Regions from separate parts of the Danio rerio genome. Here region 1 is linked to region 2. A link is a contact called in public Hi-C data. All regions are on one chromosome and are shown on one strand. The core of a region is the stretch at or near the end of the contact, and the rest is flanking DNA. Distances in the headings are between cores, read along the strand shown. Region 1 overlaps LOC137496842. Region 2 has its middle 4.0 kb from the start of ebf3a.

The links. Hi-C and Micro-C count contacts between places; a contact is called where the count stands out from the background.
Region 1: a contact with region 2 is called in a Hi-C map of embryo, with 2.9 times the contacts expected there. The contact joins two enhancer-like sites. A contact is called at or near these places in 3 of 18 Hi-C or Micro-C datasets (caudal fin, embryo and hematopoietic stem cells).

The regions. Positions count from the first base shown.
Region 1 is chr12:45,342,817-45,349,502 of GRCz12tu, reverse strand. LOC137496842 reads right to left here. Exons shown (of 9, transcript XR_012388171.1): 8 at 4,498-4,634; 9 at 3,848-4,084. LOC137496776 (a long non-coding RNA gene) reads left to right here. Exons shown (of 11, transcript XR_012388176.1): 10 at 4,357-4,487. Among named protein-coding and RNA genes, the nearest start is that of ptprea, 420 kb to the left of the region's middle. Within about 2 kb of position 4,377, at least 6 of the 62 cell types and tissues checked have an H3K27ac peak or open chromatin away from gene starts, as enhancers often do.
Region 2 is chr12:44,510,530-44,517,099 of GRCz12tu, reverse strand. No RefSeq gene overlaps it. Among named protein-coding and RNA genes, the nearest start is that of ebf3a, 4.0 kb to the left of the region's middle. Within about 2 kb of position 5,024, at least 18 of the 62 cell types and tissues checked have an H3K27ac peak or open chromatin away from gene starts, as enhancers often do.

The sequences.
Region 1 (6,686 bases), core at 3,128-5,627, 830 kb before region 2:
AAACGAATATTAGCTGTTTTTATAAGGCTGAAGTTTGGGGTTTTGAGCGGGAACGGCTGGGGCTGATGGGACATGATTTGTGCATGAGTCGGGACTCCGCTGGTCATTCATTATCCAGAGAGAGAGAGAAAAGGAGAAGAAATGAAAGTGAAAATGACAAAGAAAAGACCGAGCCGGGTGTCATCTTGGTTACACGTTTCAAAGCGTGTTCGTTTAAAAGAGGCGCGCATGCTTAAAATGTCAATTCCTTCGATCTAACATGCTTTTCTTGTGTTTAAATTGTGCTGTGCTTTAAAAATCTGTGAACTTGTATTTCCCTCTATCAGCAGAGACGGAGCCATCAGTCAGTGCAGGTCATTTTTCTTCCTCTTTAAAGCCCGTCATGGAAAGTACAAACACCAGATGTATTGATCATTTCTGTTCATAAAAGCAGATTAACTTGTGTTGTATAATTGGGTCAAATTGCATCTTTCAACTGGAGAATAATGCAAACTCAGATTGGGAACTACAGAAAGAGCAAACAGTGTAAAATAACAATTACATTTAAATAATACACACAAACAATAATGCAAATATTATACATAGCACAGAATATGATGATGATGATAATAATCTTATGACCCTATAAGTCACAAGGATATTAGGAAATTGATGGATATGATGACAATAATGCACACATTTCCTAAGAGCAATCAGTGTACATTACAGTGGAAAAAAATTATAATGCAATTGTTTAAATAATATTAATATTCATCATCATCATCATCATTCTTCTGTGAACCTACATACAGTATTAAGTGTTTTGGAAAATGTACAGTAGTAAAAATAATAATAACATTAATGAATAGTAATTAAATTCACACACTTAATCGTTCATTATCCTTCAACTTATACTTTTGTTCACAGCGGAATGAACCGCCAACTTAATCAGCATGTTTTACACAGCTGATGCCCTTCCAGCTACAACCCAGTACTGGGAAACATTAATACACACACACGTACAGTATGGCCAGTTTAGTTTACCTAATTCATCTATAGCACATGTCTTTGGACTGTGGGGGAAACTGGAACACCAGGAGGAAACCCACCCCAACACCGAGAGAACATGCAAACTCCACACAGAAACCCCAACTGACCCAGCAAGGACTAAAAAACAGTGACCTACTCGCTGGGAGGCGACAACACTGAGCCACAGTGTTGCCTAAATTAACACATATTTAATAGTAATAAATGTAAAAATAATAATACCATTTTGAATTATTATTTGAATATAATAATAATTATTATTATTAATTTTATTATTATTATTATTAAATGTTAGATGAACATGTTTTATATTAACAATAATAATATTAAATGTAAAAATAATAATAAAAAACATGTTTTAAACATTTTGAAATATAATTTGAACATAATATTAATGAATATTAATTTGATCAACACATATATAATAATAATAGTAAAATTAAACATAAAATATTAACTAAAACATAATTTGAAGGTTTTTAAATGTTCTCAACATTCTCCATTATAAAATTAAACCAATGTTAAATTTAACATTTGAATTTATTTTTTAAACATTAGTGGCACGTTTATAACTTTAATCTTGTGAACATGAATACCAACATTTAATTATGATCAAACATACGTGTTTTTGTTATGAATATGGTGTTACAGATTACATAAAAATAATAAATATTCCCATTTTAAGGCATAGAAAACGTTCATGAGCGTGTGATGCCCAAAATATAAGCTGCTGTACATCGCACTACACTTTGGAGTCGATTAAATGATCACCAGCAGTAATACAACAAAAACCGTATCCCAGCATTCTCTGAGGCTCAGACTGTGTGAGTTATTGGTAGGAAACAAAGAAACAGCTGAACGCTCCAATAAGCGGCTCTTCACCTGTACGAGTTCATAGAAAACTGCACATCTCGCCAGCAAACTTACAGTACCAGCATCATCTGTGTCCACTCTATCTTCAACACACATGCAGTGCAACTATACCTGGTATATATTTGCTCTTGTTGATTAAAATATGTTAACATCTCACAAAACTCTTTTCTGAATATTCAGACTTATACGCGTTCTTAGAAAAAAAAAAACTTCTGATCCGCAGTACTGCATTTTTGTTCACTTTGGCCTTGAGCTTACAGTTTCAAAACAATTGGAATTTTTTTCCTAAAATTGGAATGCTTTTTTTTTTTTTTTTTGGAGAAAACTGACAAGTTTGTAATTGACTTTTTTTATTCTGTTGTCTGTAATTAATTTTTCTTAGCATTTCTTTTTTTTTCACTCTTTTAAATTCCGACACAAGCTTTTATTCTGACTTTTTTGATAATTCAGACATGTTTGTTATTCTGACTTAAAAAAAAATAAAGCTTAAGTTTGCAATTGATTTTTTTTTGTTGTTGTTGAGAATTACAACATTAATTTGTAATTTTTACATTTTTTTTAAAAATTCCAACACTGAGAATTCTGACACAAGTTTGTAATTCTGGCTTTTGAGAATTCCATCACATCTTTTTTTGAATTCTGACATTAGGTTGTAATTCAAATATATTTTTTAATTTCAACAAATTTGTTATTCTGACTTTTTAGAAATCTAACATAAATTTGTATTTCTCACTTTTTTTAGGAACTGACCCTTTTTGAGACTTCTAACACAAGTTTGTAATTTTGACTTTTTTGAGAATTTTGAGAAGTTTGTAATTCTTTTAATGATAATTCTGACACTTCTTTTTTTAAATTCCAACTAAAGGTTGTAATTCGGACTTTTTCAAATTCCTACACATTTGTAATTCTGACTTTTTTTCCAGAATTCTGACATAATATTTGTAATTCTGACTTTTGATAAATTTTTACATAAGTTTGTACTTCTTACTTTTTTAAGAATTCTGACATTTATAATTGTAATTTTTTTTAATTCCAACATAAGTTTGTAATTCTTACTTTTTTAACATCCTGACACAAGTTTATAATTGTCACCTTTTAGAAAAATTTTGACACTTTTTTTTTTTTTTTTAGAAATTCAGATGTAAGATTTTAACTAGGAATAATTTTTGAGAATTGTGATTTTATTTTTTTATTTTATTTTTATTTTTACAGTTCTGACATAAATCTCGCCAATTTTCGACAAGTTTGTAATTCTCACTTTTTTGAGAATTGACACTTTTTATGAACCCTGACACAGGTTTGTAATTGACAAATTGGTAATTAAATTTTTTGAAAATTCTGACAAATTTGTAATTCATTTTTATTCTGATAAATTTGTAATTCTGACTTTTTTTGAATTCTAACATGTTTTTTTCTGAGTTTTGAGAATTTCAACAAGTTTGTAATTGTGAATTAATTTTTATTCTGACACAAAACTGTAATTCTGACCTTTTTTTGTTAATTTCGACAAATTTGTAATTCTGACTTTATTTAAATTTCTGAAATTAGGTTGTAATTCATATATATATATTTTTTAATTCCAACAATTTTTTAATTCTGACTTTTTAATAATTTGACATGAATTTGTAACTCACTTCTGAGAAGTTCAACAAGTTAGTAATTCAAAGGTTTTTTATTTCTCACTTGTAATTCTGACAAGTTTGTAATTCTCACTTTTTGTAGATTTTTTTTAATGAATTCCTGCATTCCGACAGTTTGTAATTCTCACCTTTTATTTTAAGAATTCTGAAATAAATATGTAATTCTAACCTTTTTTGGAGCATTTCAACAAAAGTTTGTAATTTGGATCTTTTTTTAATGCCAACATAAAAACTTGTTATTAACTTTTATTATAATGTTGAAATCGTTTTTCTTTTTTCTTTTCTAATAAATGCTGACACATAGGTTTGTATTTCTGCCTTTATTTTTTGAATGCCTACATAAGCTTTATTATATTTTAAGACTGAAAAATAAGCAATTAGACTACAGTATTTCTTAGAACTCTTTTCTATCCTCTACTTCAGACTCAGAATAGTAAGGAAATAAAGTCTCTCTTGCCATATACGAGTCCAGATCCTACAGCTCCTGCAGCTCTTCCCAAACTTCCCAAACTCAGCAGCTGTACAAGAGACATGACTGGGCTTCCCTAAAAAAAACACAAAAACAAGGAAATCACAACCCTGGCAAGTGTTGCATTTCATTTCAACAACAATGTGACATATCAGTGGGCAACAATAGAAGGAAAAATAGAAAGAAAAAAAAGACATGACACTTTTTGAAATATCAAAAGATCCCGGGACTGCTCTTGGGACTGAGCTACTGCCATGAAGCAGGAAGGTCACCATCTTTGCTTTTTCTCTTTCTGTCTGTGCTTCAGTGTGTGGCAGCTTCTGTTTCTATCTGTGTGTGTGTGTTTAGAGCCGCAGGGATGGTGTGGAGGATGTTGTCGCTGACTTTTGAAGCGTCTGACAGGGCGAGCGCTGAAACTGATCCTGACACTGACAGCTGAGACCCTCCAGGTCAAAGGTCTTGACCCCGGTAACGCAAAGGTAAAATTACCTATTCATGTGTCATGTGTTGTGCAGTGGCCGCGGGCAGAGATACAGCCTGTCAGTGAGATGGTCACCGCAGCTCATCCGCTGTCAACTTCAGCTCCAAAAGCTTCACAAATCGCACATTCTGCCCAAACACACTGTCTGAGAGAGAAACAAGAGTCAAGAATCAGATTCCTGGAAGTGAGCAGGAAGGTTACAAGTAGTGTTTCTGAATAGGCCACGGGGTCTCAGAAAATCCAGACTTGTTTTTGGCTAATACCAAGCATTAAAGTGATCAATATATGAGCATATTCGTTGCTCCAAACATTCATTCATTTTCTTTTCCACTTAGTGCCTTTATTAATCAGGGGTCACCACAGCGGAATGAACCGCCAACTTATTCGACATATTACTGGAAAACATCCATACACACTCATTCACACACACACTACAGACAATTTAGCTTACCCAATTCATCTGTAGCGCATGTCTTTGGACTGTGGGGGGAACCGGAGCACCTGGAGGAAACCCACATGAACACAAGGAGAACATGCAAACTCCACACAGAAGCACCTACTGACCCAGCGACGTTCTTGCTGTGAGGTATCAGCACTACCCACTGCGCTGCCACTCACAAAACAATAATATACATATTTTTATTTTAGGTCTATTGTATTAAACTATGCTTGCTAATTATGGTGGCTTGAGAAAACTGATATCCTACAGAAACGTATTATTGTTCCGTCTTCTTAGACTATTTTAAGAACGCTTCTTCTCCTAGACCGCTCATACTACAACCACCAAACTAACTCCAAACCTCCAAACTATGCTAAATTAAGCTGCTATATCTTTTCCAACTGATCCGACTTACGGTTTTCTTAAAACTGACTTGGAAATTTCAAAAGTCTCATTGACTGATTGGACCAAACTTTGTAACCTCATAACTTTGCGCCAGACTGTCATACAGACTCATACAGGGCTCATTTACCTCAAACTAACAACCTACCAATCACTGATGACCTTTCAACTTACTAGCCACACCCTAGCAACCATTTACTGCACCCTAGCAACTGTCACATAGACTTCCATTATAGAAAAAACTGGCATTGGCTTTACATGGGCCATATTAACAACAAACCAATACATGCTAGAAATGTACAAATCATACTAGCAAGATGCTAATTCATTCTAAATTCATGCTAACACCATGCTAGTTCATATTAGAAACATGCTAGCTGCATGGTAATTCATACTACAGCTATGTAAATAACATGCAAATTTATGCTAGAAACATGCTAGCAACATGCTAATTTATACTAGAACCATGCTAATTTATGATAGCAACTGCCTAGCAACTACTCAGCAACTACACATCAGCAAACACCTAGCAACACCTTAGTAACCGCCTAGCAATACCTTAGCAACACAATAGAAAGCACTCAGAACTGCCTTGCAACACATTAACAAGCACCCAGAACTGCCTAACAACCTCCTAGCAACCAATCAGAACACCCTAGCAACCGCCTAGCAAGACCTAAGCAATGACCTAGAACACCTTAGCAACCGCCTAGCAATGACCTAGAACATCTTAGCAACTGCCTAGCAACTACCTAGTAATGCCATAGCAATGACCTAGCAACCACTTAGCAACACCTTAGCAACCACCCATAACTGCGTAACAACCTCCTAGCAACACCTTAGCAACCACCTTGCAATGCCTTAGCAACCACTCAGAACAAAAATTCAACACCCTAGCAACCGCCTAGCAACACCTTAGCAACCACCTAGCAACACCTTAGGAATGACTTTGAACACCTAAGCAACCGCCTAGCAACACCTTAGCAACAACCTAGACCATCTTAGCAACCGCCTAGCAATGCCTTAGCAACTACCAAGCAACACCTTAGCAATGACCTAGAACATCTTAGCAACCACTAAGAACACCATAGCAACCACCTAGCTACTCGTTAGCAACCACTCAGAACCAAAATTCTATTCAATTCAACACCCTAGCAACACCTTAGCAATGACCTAGAACACATTAGCAACCACCTAGCAACACCTTAGGAATGACCTAGAACACCTTAGCAACTGGCATACATAACCTTAGCAACCACCTTGCAATGTCTTACCAGCAACCTAGAACACCTTAGCAACTGCCTAGCAACAATTTAACAACCAATCAGAACCCCCTATCAACTGCCTAACTAGAAA
Region 2 (6,570 bases), core at 3,775-6,274:
TGCTCCAACCTAAAACACACTTTGCGTTCTGCGTTCGTGGAGCGAGCCGAGGCGATGCCAAACTCCTAGTCCTAGCGCGTACACGCGTTAATTTTGTAAATTATTGCAGAATTACATCTGAAACTGTGAAAGGACTCGGGGGAAACATTGCGTCCACCCTCTCCTTCTATGCGCAAGAAGTAGGATGTCTTTTGTAATAAAAATATAATCATTTATCGGGACAATAAGGGTCATTTTCTTTCTTTCATTTGCTAAGGTGCTCGTGTCTTCGATATTGGCAGACTCTGCATGTATGTTAATATTTGAATTAAAAGGAGAAAATGGAAGTCCGATGTTGGTTATCTGGGGACCATGTGCGCTGGAGGGAGGGATGGATGGATGGACGGAGAGAGGAGAAGAGAGATGTGTTTTACACAGCAATCTATTCTGCTAGTGTTGGGGGTTAATGACTATTGCCAAAGATAAGTGAATTATCAAAGCTGTTGCTCTTGCCTCGACTCAAAATCCATCACATTGCATCGTCGTCTAATTAAATACGTAAGTAATAAAATTATATTTTACGACAATTTAAGATTGATATGCTTTTTTTGTGTGTGTCTATGATTCGCATTGACTTTGATCTATGCATACGCTGAATGCCTGTGTGAACTAATGTTAAATGACACTCTAGCCATTGAATGATTATTGTAATTACTATTATTATTATTATTATTATTATTATTATTATTATTATTATTATTATTATACGTTCATCTTAATCTCGTGAAATGTTATTATAAATCATTGTTCTCAAAAAAAGAAAAAAAAATGACGCGTGTACTAATAAATCTAATGCATCCGGAGACCTATTTGGCATGTGCTGTTTTTTTTTTTTTTTTATTATCATTTAACGTTTGTATCAAATGATAATTTTGTTATTCTTGTATATTGCCATAATAAATATTTCAGGTTTGCTAACTCTAGGCCTAATCTGCAGTATCTCTAATACAGATTACACACCAAAGCGATTTCAATCTGATTACCAAATTAGGGTTTTAGTCTAAATCCCTTTAAATCTGATACTGTTGACTAGAGAAGTTCAACAATCCCATCGCGTAGGTAACGATCCCGTCCTAAAAAGGAGTTTTAAACCTTATTTGACAACAAATGCAGCTGCCCCTCTATTTTGGAAGATATTAGGCGAAAATGAATGCAAATCTGTGTTCAGAAGCCATCTGGCCGGAGACTGGAGAATCAGCTGCTCGCCTGAATCCATCTCGGCTCATTTCTGAGGCTCATCTGGAGCCCGGAGCCAAAGCGTGCAAAATGCGCTCTTTAATTCAGCAACTTTCACTCCACGCCGTTTGAAAATAAGGTGCGGGACAAATTTCTGTTTTATGACACGAAACATCCGGCATGTTTATTTGGAGAACGGCTTTAATTGCGTTTTTTTTTTTTTTTTTTTTTTGCATTTCGCAAGTGTCAGATGTCAGTTTTTGTTATGCAAAAAATGTGGAAGATTAAAAGCGCAGCTACAATATTGCATAAAACATTTTATGTAGAGAAAAAAGTTAGCCAATAATAATAATAATAATAATAATAATAATAATAATAATAATAATAAATATTCATGTATTAAATATTTAGATATTTAATTGTTGATTTTTATTTTTAAAATGTCGATGTAACATTATAATATAATAATCACTCTTATTTCTTAATTTTTGTTGAAAACATGACATATAAAAGCTTTATGTTTCTAACTGGAACCTTTATTTCTTTAAAGTGAACGCTGCGGATTGAGCTCTATTCTGTCTGCCCATGTTAGATCTTATTTGGGGAGATGTACTAACCGAGAGCGCAGGACAAAGGAAAAGTTAGTCATGCAGAAGGTGTGTGTGGGTTTGAATAAGATTTGTTCGGCGTTGCCAAGACCTCCCGAAGAAACGACCCTCCTCCTTATTGTGTGTGAAGTGTTCCTTTTGTGTGAATTTACGGGGTGAGGCTCCAATGATCCCCAACAAATTTGCATTTAAATAGCGACATCAACCGATTCGCGTGCCACACACCAGTGGCTTTCCCAGATGTCAAGGCAAAGTCAGTCAGATGGCCAGTGCCCAGATGTCCCTTCCACGCATCATACCAGCGCACCACGACTTTCCCATTTGCATCTTTGCGTACGGCCAGATCATCCAAAAGCCCAGTTTTTGAATCTTAAAGCAGAAATGACACCTGCACAAACTCCAGAGAAGCTGGAGGTGAGGCTTGGCCGTGATAAAATTGCTCGGAGAAGGGTGAGGAGGGCCTGTCTGTCTCCAGCACCCCAGAAAAGCGTTGACATGTGCGTTCGGGCTGGTGTTGGCATTGAGACATGAAATTAAATTAGCAGTGCTGAGATTCTAGTGCGTAAAATCGGACAACTGACCACTCAGAGAACGCGTCATGTAGTGAAAGGCGTGAACCAGCTCATCATAACTAATGTAGAGATGCTAAGAGACGCGTTACCTTAGGAATATCAATCCGAGAGTTTCTGGATTTTACAGAGCGCAATTTATGTGTAAACTTGACATTTCAAGTCTTCATTTTCATATCTGCATTTTAAATCATGACTTGAAAATAATTTTCTGCGTTTGTGCTGGGTTTATCTAATAGGGATTGGGAGAGCGAAAGAGAGAGAGAGATGGAAATCAAAGATGCGTAAACGTCAGTGCATGACAAACAGGGCGAATCAATCATTCGTCTTTGCATTTTTAAACTGTTGCATATGTTCTCTTCGCCTTAATCATGACAACTAATTACATCGTTAATGATCAGAAAAGGGAAAAATGAGGGCAAATAAAATCTTGATGAATTATGTGCATTGCTATTAGAGTCAAGTCATCGTTCCCGTCACAGTTTGTTGTCGTTTCTGGCGCCTTTAAATGCACTTGAGCTTATTATATTGCATAACATTATTTTGGCCATTTGTTTTAAAGCGTAAAACGAATGTGTTATCCATATATAAAAGTATACGTTCTATTTTTTACCGCATATAAGTAATTAAAAACAAGTAGCGTTAAATAATAACAAAGCATAAATAATAAAAATCATGAATAAATAATAAATTAATAGTTGAAAAATAGACAAACATTATACTTAATTATTTAGGTTGTCTAAAATATCAGAACCAATATGACGGGTCTCATTTTCTCCCTCAAATATACATTTGGAGCATCGGTCTAAAGGAATAAAACGTGAAATAGATTAAATTATTTTCCGGGGGAAACAGCAGGAGCTTTTGGCGGAGCATCTCTAAATCTTTGAAGGAAATTTGATGAAGAGCGCCTCCTTTTGACGCGTCTTTGGAACAGCGCTTCAGATCAGAGCACAATTAAACCGGGAAGCGCTCTCTGATCAATAGCTGAATATCGATCAAACATAAGCCAATCAGTTTCTGATTTTCTTTCAAAATCTACTAGAATTTATCACCTCACAATGTTGTGTGTTTTATTCATATTTGTAAAAATCAAATAGATTAAAAAAGGCGAAGGAAAACTTCGAAAACGCAAACGTCATTAAGTTTAAGGGAATCATTTCTTAACCTAATTTCTTCAATTAACTCGTTTTGCACTCACAAATATAAACATTTAATCAATAAACATAAGATGATGTATTTGTATAAAATGAAAGAAATGCAAATAAAGTATCGTGTGACACGCTGTCGTGTCCAATATCTGCTGATGCTTTTATTTGCACACACACAAAAAATCTTCATATCCAGCAGCATCTGTATTGTGCAGAAGTGCATGTGCTTGCAAAATGCATGTGTTATTTCTGTGTGAAACAGATCGTGCTGAGGGCACCTTCACTGTGAAAACAGGTTTCGATTAGGTAATTTTAGATATTGTAATTGGCTTTAATTAAACATGTATCGCGCTAATTAACTCAGATTTTTGCTCAGCCGCTGGGACTCCCGTGTCGGCTTTGATACAGTCGAGCAGATGTCCCAATACAACTCCAGTGACAATTACAAACTTCAGCTCTATAGTTCTCTGGAAATAACTTCAAACCTGACGACATTAAACAGGTCACATCGCTGGATGTTCAATATTCATTTGAGTGCATTTATTTTAAACTAAGCATTTCTTCCAGACGACCCTTCGATTTGATGTTCGAACCCTTCGAACAGGAGCGATAATAAATGTTGATATTATTATATAACTATATATAACAGTAAAATTATATAATATAATAAATTATATAAATTCATACTATATATAAAATAAATATAACAATAACAATTCTAATAATAATATAATATCAGTTATATGAATTATGAATTGTATAATCGTTAATAATATAATGATATAATATAATAATAACAATAAACACCCTAACAACAATAACAATTATTATCATACAATTATTAGCCTGAAGTTCGTTCTTTGTGTGTCAGTGTAACAAAGATCGTGATTCGCAGCTGATTTTAAATGAAAACAGCAGAACATGTGAAATGGGCTGGTTATGTCGAGGTTGCCATATAATAATTAGCATTTTCATTCTGCTGCCGAAATGAAGAGGCAGAGAGAGAAAGAGCCCGAGGCGCAGCTCCAGGCAGCACCTATAGAAAGAAAGGAGCGGAGAGCCATTCTACACAATTAACATGTAAAATATCCAGTGGAAATGGACTCTGAAAAGAGACGGAGCGGGTCAGCTCCACCTCATTTCAGCAGATCCCGTAAACTCTCGTGATTACAAAGTTTACCGGAGTAATTAACGGCGCGGGGCCGTCAGCTGCACCTGCGCTCGGGGCCCCTGCACACACACACCCTCACACACTGAGAGATTTCAGCACTCTCGGTATTAAACAGCTTCACCCTGCAATGAGTTTGTCACCAGCAGCACGTCCTTCATGAGACGTGATTGACCTACTTTCTCCCGGTTATTTTCTCAAATCAGACGCTCGTTGGGAGCTTGAACATCTGGCAACCGAGAGGAAGAGCCACCAGTCTGTCTGTCTGTTCAGGCCTTTCTATCGGCGTTCAGTCACTTCTGCCCCTGTAGGTGAGACGATCGCAGGCTTTTCTGGCACGGAAAGGACCATTATGTGGTGCCATTGCCCCACCTACAGGCCTGAGGGGTGAAGAAAAAAAAACTAGTCTGAGCCTGAAGTCCGCCTGCATATGCTGCAGAAAAGAATAGACGGGTAACATAATTAAGTAACTAGGTGCCATGGCTTCAAGGTTATTTATTTATTTATTTATTCATTCATTCATTCATTCATTCATTCATTCATTCATTCATTCATTCATTTATTTACTTATTTATTCAACTTATTTTATTTCTGAGGTCAGAGGCCGCATCTGATGTAGAGTGCAAGCAATGGTAAAAAACATTTAAATTAAATTCATTTTATTTCTGAGAAGCACGGTACATCTGCTGAATAATTTAATAGAATAGAAAAGAATTGTATTTAACAAAAATAAATAATGAACTTTAGCAATAGACATGATAAATTAGACAAAACAATCAGACAATATAGTTATTATAGTTACAATTTGCTAAATTATGCATGTCTATCTATCTATCTATCTATCTATCTATCTATCTATCTATCTATCTATCTATCTATCTATCTATCTATCTATCTATCTATCTATCTATCTATCTATCTAATAGAAAATGTAAATGCTACATGTGAAAGCAACTTTACAACCAGTGTAAGCACTGGTTAATGCTTATTAAATTCCCTATTCAGATTATTATTCCGATTATTACTACAAACATATTCATTAAACTATTTAGAATGGCTTTCCTGAGATTAAAATGAAGAAAACACCAACATTGGGACTAAGAAAAAAAAAAATGACATCAATTGTTTTGAGATCAGCTTTTGAGTAAAACATGCATAACAATCAGACAATATAGCCTAGTTATTATAGTTAATTTTTTGTTTTTATTTTTACTAAATTATGCATGTATCATCTATCTATCTATCTATCTATCTATCTATCTATCTATCTATCTATCTATCTATCTATCTATCTATCTATCTATCTATCTATCTATCTAATAGAAAAGCAACTTTACAGCAATAGTCATTCCTTATTCAGATTATTATTATTATTATTATTATTATTATTATTATTATTATTATTATTATTATTATTATTATTGGTATAGTAGTAGTAGTAGTAGTATTTTTATTACAAACATATTAATTTAAATTTGTTTTCCTGACATAAAAACGTAAAAGACAATAACATTGGGACTAAGAAATAAAGTGACATCAATTGTTTTGATATCAGTTTTTGAGGAAACCATATAGATCATAATCAGACAATAGTTATTATAGTTAAAATGCACTAAATAATCATATTAATATTACAATCTGTTTGTCTGTCTGTCTGTCTGTCTGTCTTTCTATCTAATAGAAAATGTAAATGCTTACATACAATATGAAGGCAACTTTACAGCCAATAGTTATTCCTGGTTCAGATTATTATTATTATTATTATTATTATTATTATTATTATTACTACAAACATATTCATTAAACTATTTAGTATGGCTTGCCATAAAAAATTACATCAACTGCTTGACTCCCTGACA